Regions from separate parts of the Sus scrofa genome. Here region 1 is linked to region 2. A link is a contact called in public Hi-C data. All regions are on one chromosome and are shown on one strand. The core of a region is the stretch at or near the end of the contact, and the rest is flanking DNA. Distances in the headings are between cores, read along the strand shown.

The links. A called contact is a pair of places that touch in the nucleus more often than the background predicts.
Region 1: a contact with region 2 is called in a Hi-C map of liver, with 1.8 times the contacts expected there. The contact joins two enhancer-like sites. A contact is called at or near these places in 2 of 47 Hi-C or Micro-C datasets (embryonic fibroblasts and liver).

What each region holds. Positions count from the first base shown.
Region 1 is chr11:76,382,058-76,386,057 of Sscrofa11.1, forward strand. LOC106507944 (a long non-coding RNA gene) reads right to left here. Exons shown (of 4, transcript XR_002336767.1): 4 at 3,327-4,000. Among named protein-coding and RNA genes, the nearest start is that of IRS2, 270 kb to the right of the region's middle. Within about 2 kb of position 1,319, at least 9 of the 83 cell types and tissues checked have an H3K27ac peak or open chromatin away from gene starts, as enhancers often do. A contact at or near this core is called in liver, where this site is marked.
Region 2 is chr11:76,203,279-76,207,778 of Sscrofa11.1, forward strand. It overlaps MYO16 (unconventional myosin-XVI), which reads left to right. Exons shown (of 37, transcript XM_021065905.1): 32 at 647-918. Among named protein-coding and RNA genes, the nearest start is that of IRS2, 450 kb to the right of the region's middle. Within about 2 kb of position 1,478, at least 10 of the 83 cell types and tissues checked have an H3K27ac peak or open chromatin away from gene starts, as enhancers often do. A contact at or near this core is called in liver, where this site is marked.

The sequences.
Region 1 (4,000 bases), core at 69-2,568, 180 kb after region 2:
ACCCCCATCAAATTGGCTGTAGAAGAAACGTACCTCACATAGTAAAGGCTGTATGTGGCAAGCCCACAGCTAGTATCATGAAATATGAGATTGAAATCTTCCCCTCAAAGATTAGTGATAAGACCTCGCCCACTCTCACTGCTTGTATCCAACATAGTAACAGAAGGCCTGGCCAGAGAAATTAGGCAAGACAAAGAAATGAAAGGCCGAGTTCCCATCATGGCTTGGCAGAAACAAATCTGACTGTCATCCATGAGGACACAGGTTCAATCCCCGGCCTCACTCAGTGGGTTAAGGATCTGGCGTTGCTGTGAGGTGTGGTGTACGTCACAGATAAACCTGGGATCCCACATTGCTATGGCTCTGGTGTAGGCCGACAGCTGCAACTCCAATTCAACCCCTAGCCTGGGAACCTCCATATGCCATGCGTGCAGCCGTAAAAAGACAAAAAATTTTTTTTTTTTTTTTTAAGAAATAAAAGGCATACAAAGTGGGGGAAAATGAGATAAAATTGTTATCAGCAGATGATAGGATTTTCTATATAGAAAATCCTAAAGACCCAACCAAAAAACTGTTGAAACTACTCAATGAATTCAGTGAAGGTGCAGGATATAGTGAACATGCGGAAATCAGGTGCATTTCTACACTTTAACAAGGAAATATCAGAAAAAGAAATAAAATTACTTTCTCTCCGTAGTTGGATGGATGCATAAGGAGCCTCAGGCAGTAACTACTAGATTCTTTTCTCCTTCTGGATCTTCCAGCCTATTCCTGATGTGATTTGGTCCCCAGGGGAGAAGAAATTTGGCAGTTCTGACGCTCAGGCTCCTGGACCTTATGAAGTTATTTCTCACAGAGATTAGGCGACAACACAGAGTCACTCCATGAGTAATGATTTTGTGGGCAGTACCGATTTGCCAGACTCTGGGTCACACCTTGGGGGTATAAGGAGGAGACAAATAGACCTTCCCCTTGGGGAGTTGACTGTCTTAGGGGAAGCAGCGGGGGGCACAGTCCACTTGAGCACAGTGTGAGGTTTCCTCTGACCAGGTTACCAGGTTAAGCCAGTCCAGGGGCGGTGGGAAGCCATGGGAGGCCCCTGGAGAGCAGAGGCGGGGTCATCAGAGTTCCCATCGTGAGAACAAATCTGGATGAAAACGCGGTGAGTGTAACCGAGAAGGTAAGCAGTGACGTTGGTGGCAGGGATGGAAATGAGGCACAAGTGGCTTCTGCTTAAGGAAACATGTACAAGTCACTTCATGCTCAGGAAGCTGCAAATCACCCCGAGGGGCTGGCACACAGACCGTGACGTTACAGTCCATGGGGAGAGGAGGCTGAGCACAGGGCCAGGAGCCCTCACTGCCAGGCCGAGGAGCGGACTGCAGGGCTTATAAAATAAAATAAAATAAGACTTGACCATCTCTTCCTTAAATGTCTCTGTAATTTATTACGTGCCTGCACTACTCCGTGTAAATACACACGCTGTGCTACAAGCGGAAATTAGGAAACGGGGCCCTGGCTGCCAGGTCCCTTGGCTAGAGTCACAGCGGCAGGAGCTTCAGAGCGGGCGCCCAGCCCCAGTGTCCCTGACCCTGGGGTCCTCCTGTTGCACAGTCTTGTCCCGCAAGGGACCGGACGTGGGCGTGGGGGGGGCCCTGCGTGTGACCAGTGCTGCTTCTGGCTGGGGATGACCTCAGGCAAATCAACAAAGGTGACACTGGCTTCAGGGCCACCCTCTGCTAGAGACAGTTGGGAAGATTCTGCTAGGTCTAAAGCGCTCTGTTTTTAATGACCCAGTTTTAGCTCCAGGCTCCAGCAGATGTGTAGTTTAAGCAAGCCTCAGATGAAAGTGCTTAGGTCAAAGCCATGGCTAAAAGCAGCAGTCGGCCACGTCTGGCGAAGAGAGGCTTCGGCAGAAATGTCCTGAAGAGCATTTCGTGGCAGCAGAGAGTGATCTGGACACTCGTTAAATGAAAACGGCAGCCCGACAAATGGCTAAGCTGCATATCGGGTGTTATATTTTATACACAAACACAGACGGTAATGTATGAATGGAAGGAAAAACACTGGAAGAGTGAAGGCTGGGTCAGAACACAAACCGTGGGCGTTCCTGCTGTGGTGCAGTGGGTTCAGAAGTTCAGAATCTGACGGCTGCAGATCAGGGCTCTGCAGAGACGCAGGTTTGTTCCCGGACCACCTGCTGTAGTGGGTTAAAAGATCCCTCTTCCTCTCTCCCCGCCCCCTCCCCCTCTTCCTCTCCCGTCCCCCTCCCTCCTTCCCTCCCCCCTTCCCCCCCTCCCTCCCCCCACCCCTTCCAGTGCAACAGGCCACATCTACCTGCTGGAGTGCATTTTCTCTTCTCATGAGGTTAATGTTCTAAACGAACAAATGTGTTACATCAATGCAATCAATACACTCTGAGTCTCATGACCGTCAGAGTTATGGAAATGTATTTCGTACCTCGTCCCTGTTCAGCTTAAAATCAATAAAAATCCATTATCTAATATTTCAACTGCTACACACCAGAGAAACAGTTAGAAATAAATCTCTCTAAAGGAAAAATTAAACTGTCTTACACGATTACAAATTATTGACATTTACTTCTTATCATATCATACCTGGTGGGAAATTATTGGTAATTAAGTGTAGAATAGATCAGCCTCAAAGGAAAAGAAATGTTGAATTGTCAGATTAAGACATTCTGTATGCATTACTGACTGTTTCACTGAATCTTAAGATTTTAAGAGACACACACTGGTTCAATATTATTGGTTACTGTTTCTAAACATTGATTTAATTCCAAAACATGCAACTAGGCATCACAGACCACTAATATTAAGTTAAAAAATACTTATTATAACAACCTACAGCTGCCAGATTTAGACACAAAGTAAAAGAGACACAAAGAGGTTTAGCTATTTGAAGAATAACACCCAACAAAACTGAGAATCTGCTGAAAAAAGTTGAGATCAGATGCACTGTTTGTCAGGAATAAGAAATTCTTAAGCTGAGAGTGGCCACAAGTGGGTGTTGATTTCTTGATTTCTTTCTTTCTTTTTTTTTTCTTCATTTTTGTAGACTTATTTGTATTATTATTATTATTATTTTGCCTTTTCTAGGACTGTACCCGTGGCATATGGAGGTTTCCAAGCTAGGGGTCTAATCAGAGCTGGAGCCACTGGCCTACACCACAGCCACAGCAACTCGGGACCCAAGCTGCCTCTGCAACCTACACCACAGCTCACGGCAACGCCGGATCGTTAACCCACTGAGCGAGGCCAGGGGTCGAACCTGCAACCTCATGGTTCCTAGTCGGATTCGTTAACCACTGTGCCACGACGGGAACTCCTAGACTTATTATTTTTTAAAATTATTTTATTGAAGTATAGTTACTTATAATGTTAATGGATGCTGATGTCTTTAAGACACCCCACATCCCACCCAAAGAGATGGCCATGTAGGTATTTTATATACAAGCTTTACAGACATGTTTTACGGATGAAGACTTTGAATGATCTGATCGGAGTCACCTGGACAGGCGCAGCTGCCCTGGGAACCGCCCGCATACTACCTTCTCTTAAGACCCATGCTTTTTACTTCAGTGGGAGGCCTTCCTGTCCAACAATTCTATCTAAAATTCAACTTTAGCTTCCTGCCTAACAATTTAAAGTTCTATTGCATGGCCATATCACCTTGGTTCCCTTAGGCCTGAGATGCTCTAAATATGGGACAACTGCTTAGAAAACAAAACCTTAGGAAAGACGTGGCATATCCAGAAATTTACAATGAGGAGTCACATTTGGCCCCTTAATGTTTCCAAAACCTGTTCACTGTCGTCTTGTAATGGCCGAAGGCAATGCTTCATGCAGGACAGACCGAACAGGTTCCCAATGCAGTTTACCGGGCTCAAGTGCGTTTTCTTGGAGAAGGTGGCAATAGATCTGAGTTTTGAAGTAAGAAGCTGGAATTTTGTCAAGTGGGTAATGGAAGCAGGGCATTC
Region 2 (4,500 bases), core at 228-2,727:
GTGTTTGTCTATTTATCTATTGAATACCAGCAGTTCACTTGGCATTGGACAACCAGATGGAGTAACAGAAGAAAAATAATAATTCCGCACTTAATTAAATAATCACTGCTGGAATTTAAATGGTAAGGGAAAGAGAGAGAGAGAGAGAAAGGGGGGCAGGGCAAATGTAAATCTTTGATGGTTTTAAGTAAAGTACATTCTGTTTTGCAGGGGGGAGCAGTGGGGAAGTCCCAGCAGTTTGATGCATCAGTAACTCTCTATTAAGATGGATTTCCCAGAAATTATCATTCAGATTGAAATTCTGGTTTTGTGATTTGCTTAATAATCAGAGTGTGAAAAATGCATTCAGCCAATGCCTGCTAGCAAATGTGGCAGTTCTTAAGACGTCTTGGGATTGTGTGAGATTCTTTTTAAGTAATAATGATGAGCCTCCATCGTGCTTATGGATCACGAAGCAGGGGCTGGAAGGATGGGGGGCTTTCTCAGGATGCACCGGGTACCGCAGTGCCACGGGCATCCTCCAGCCTCCGCGGGTGGGCTGTATACCAAAGGGCTGTGATTATGTCTCCTGGAGCTGGCTCATTGTTACCATCCAAATAATGCAGCTGGGTCTGTCTGGGGGGGCTCTTTGTGTTTGTCCCCCCAGAGCTGAAGACAAGGCTGGACCCAGGCACTTCCACTGCAGCTCCGTCCCGGTGCCCCTGGCGGTGGACGGCCTGGTCCAGTCCCTGGCTAGTCCATCCACCCGATCTCCTTCTCTGCACTCCGTGTTCAGCCTGGATGACAGCAGTAGCCTCCCGTCACCACGGAAACAGCCTCCGCCCAAGCCGAAGCGGGACCCCACCACGCGGCTGAGCGCCTCCTATGAGGCTGTGAGCGCCTGCCTGTGGGCTGCGGCCAGGGACTCAGCCAGTGAAGGTGAGCCCAGGGGAAGGAAGAGAGAGATCTGCCCCCCCTGGGTTACTGATGCCTGATTTCCCGTCTTTGGGTGCCCGGGGCAGTGCTGTCCACCCCACCCCCCAATACATTTTTAATAGAATTAAATCCATCAACGGCTTGCCAGGGGGCCCTTTGAATCATTAAATATAAATAATATTGCATTCAGTTCGCTAAGCCTCTTAGGGAAAAGCTACTTACATATGATTTCCTTAAGTCCTAGCCCAACTTCGACAGTGCATGAGGAGCCTTCAACCAGAACAATTCAGAAAGTCGGCCTCTAGTCCGTGTCAATGTTTGCTAATTAAAAAGCTAACATAATTCATCTGGCTTCCCCGTTATCGGCACCTAATTAAACATTAAGCCCGGGGAAACGGCGCAGGCAGAGGAGAACCATGACTCGGCAAAATGCAGTGGGGGTGAAAGTGGGGACAAGAGAACCACAGTGTCTGCCTTGCTGGACGGACATACTTGCGCAAAACCACAGCCCTCTCCGGATCAGATCTCTCCCAGAAGAGGTCATGCGATGTTTTTGCTTCATCGTTCGTTCTGAGCGTGGTTGGGAAGCGCAGAGGGAAGTCCTTCTCTGCGGCACATCAGCCGCACAGCCTTGAGTTACTGCCCTCAGAGGGAGGCCCTACTGAGGCCCGGAGGAGCACAATAAATGAATGAATAAATAAATAAATAAATGCCCTCGGGGCGGCAGGTGGTGAGCACAGTAAGCAGGTAAACACACAGCGTATTTGTCTTCCAAGCGGGTGGCTGCCGAGAAAACACGGTAGGGGGTGGCGGTGTTCTCAGGTGACTTCGGGGTGAGAGCGCTGAACTCCCAGACCTCAAGGGCCAGCTGGATGGAGGTCCCCAGTCCCTGTCCCTTTGGAGAAAACATTCGGCAAGGAGCCTGGGAGTGGTGGAGCGTATCAAGTGTGTACAAGAGAGAAGCCTGGGCAGGCGGGGTGGGGCAGAGCGACAGACAGACAGAGACAGAAAGGGGGAAGAGAGTGCCGCCTGTTTTGGGGGTGATTTAAATCCGTCCGATGGGGGCCCTCCTTCCAGGTTTCCTCTGGCCTCTTAAGCCCACCTTGGGCCTGACTCCGGGCCCTCATCTGTGTGACAAGCATCTTTTAGCCAGGATGGATTCTAGCGCAGAATGGATGGATTCTTCTCCCAGGATGGTTTCTGGGAAGCCGACGGGATGTGCTGTGGTCTGGTGCCCCTCTCCCTTCTCTGGCCCCTGAGGAACCTTTCTGCGCATGTGTGGTTCTGGAGGGCTCCTTGACCTCAAGAGTGAGAACTATCTGGTTGGAGTTCTGTGGTGGCTCCGTGGGTTAAGAACCAGACAAGAGTGTTGGTGAGGATGCGGGTTCCATCCCTGGCCTCACTCAGTGGGTTAAAGATCCGGCATTGCCACAGGCTGTGGCATAGGCTGCAGATGCGGCTTGAACCCCAGATCCCAAGTTGCTGTGGCTGTGGTGCAGGCTGGCAGCTGCTGCTCTGATTCGGGCCCTAGCCTGGGAACCTCCATGTACCACAGATGCGGCCCTAAAGAAAAAAAGAGGGGGGGAGAAGTTTCATGTAGAAAGTCCTTCTTTTATCCAGGCAGGACCCAGCTCCTCCTTAATCCTGCCACAAAATCTGTCTTGACACTATCTTTTCACCGGGGACATATTCCAGTTGCTCAGCCTGGGCCCCTTCTAGCTCCCACCTCAGGGGTGGAGGGTGACATTCTAAATGAAATGACGACATAGGTGTCCCCAGAAAAGATTGTGTGAGCACAGGAGGGGGCACAATTTCTTTGGTGAATAAACGAGCTCCAAATGCAAAAGCACAACAAAGCCATAAGCTCGTCTTTGGGAAAGACGGTTGGTTGACGCCAAGGAGGTGGTGGATGCACAGAAGCCTGCAGCCGTCAGCGGCTGCGTGTGGACTCTAGTTTCATCTGCAAAGACGCCCTTTGCCGGTTGATTTAGAAAGAACAGATCTCAGGGAGAAGTTTTTAAACAGTCGCCATTGTGATACATGAGTCGTGTCACAGCGCTGCTTAGATGGGGGGGTTCATCACTTTGGGGAGAAGAGGACGCGTGTGTGTTTGCAGCATCGTGGTAATAAGGACAATAGCAGGAACATGAGAAAAGTCGCCTGGAGGAAGGTCTTCAGCTGGAGGCAGATGTGAACACAGGTAGAGGGCGAGGGCCCAGCGCAGAAGCAAGCTGACCTCCCGTTCTCCGGGGCCTGTGAGTTGCAGCCCCGTGTAAAGTGCAGCACCAAGAAGAAAGGCTGAAGTTTGGATAAGGCGGCCTCACCGTAGCCTGTAAAGCCCCAAATGCATTCTGCTTGTGTGCAGATGAAAAGCCTACCTGCCCGGGAGGTGAGATTTTAGAGAAATCAGCGGAGAGAAAACAAAATATTGAGGACAGAGTTGCGTTCTCTCCTATGTGCAACCACAACAACAAAAAAAGATATCCAAGAACCACAAGAGATAAAAACACACATAAAAGCAAATGACAGGAAAAACAAAACAAAACAAAAAAAACACCAGTAATGAAGAGGAAGCAAGAAAGACCACAGGTGGGAGACTCTGAGGTTCCTGCTACCGTGAGGCATCTCGGGGTTCTTAAGGCCGGCTGTTTAAAATGCACGATGCAAGAGTGTGAGGCTGGCAAGACTTTTATATAAACTGTAGGTTCTTGGAACTTAATTTCAGCTCACATGTGGCTCTAAGATGCTTTGGGTGTCTCCCCGCTGAGGCCCACTCCAGGAAAACTCACATTTTGGAGACTCGTGGCAGGCCAGTCAGTAGAGCAGTGCCTTCTTTATTTTATTTCTTTTGACAGCTGCACCTGCAGCATATGGATGTTCTTGGGTTGGGGTCACATTGGAGCTGCATCTGAGGGTCTGACCACAGCCACAGCCACCCAGGATCTGAGCCACATCTGCGACCTCTAGGGGGTCTTGCTGCAACACCGAATCCTTAACCCAGCGAGCGAGGCCAGAGATCAAACCTGCATCTTCACAGAGACAGTGTCGGGTCCTTAACCTGCGAAGCCACAATGGGAACCCAGTTCCTTTTCTGTCCACGTCATTGGTTCTTTCCTACAAGTCGTGATTCCTGACCCGGATTGCTTCTAAGATTTTAGTTTCGGAAGAATGAAGCTTTCCAGCTCCTACGCCAGATGCTCTGACTTGGTAGCTATAGAGTAGGACAGGGACTGTGCTATTTCCGTTCTCAGTAAAGGACCCCAGGTGATCCGAGGTCGATGAAGCTCAGGCTACGCTCTGAGGAGCCCTGCTCTGTACCTCATGATCAATTTCCACTTCTGTAGTAACAATACGATGCTGGCAGTAACAGCGGACACGCACTGTTTATTATGTGCCAAGCACTATGCTAGTATCTTCAATCGTCAGACCTGCCCAGCAGAGTGAGGCTGTAACCTGGTCCCTCTCTAGACAGGGATGTTGCCGGGGGAGCCGTGGTGTATTCTGTCCCAGGTCACACATCCAAGCTTTGGACCCAGGCAGTCAGATCTTAGAGGCCAGTTTCTCAACTCCTCCTGACAAGCCATG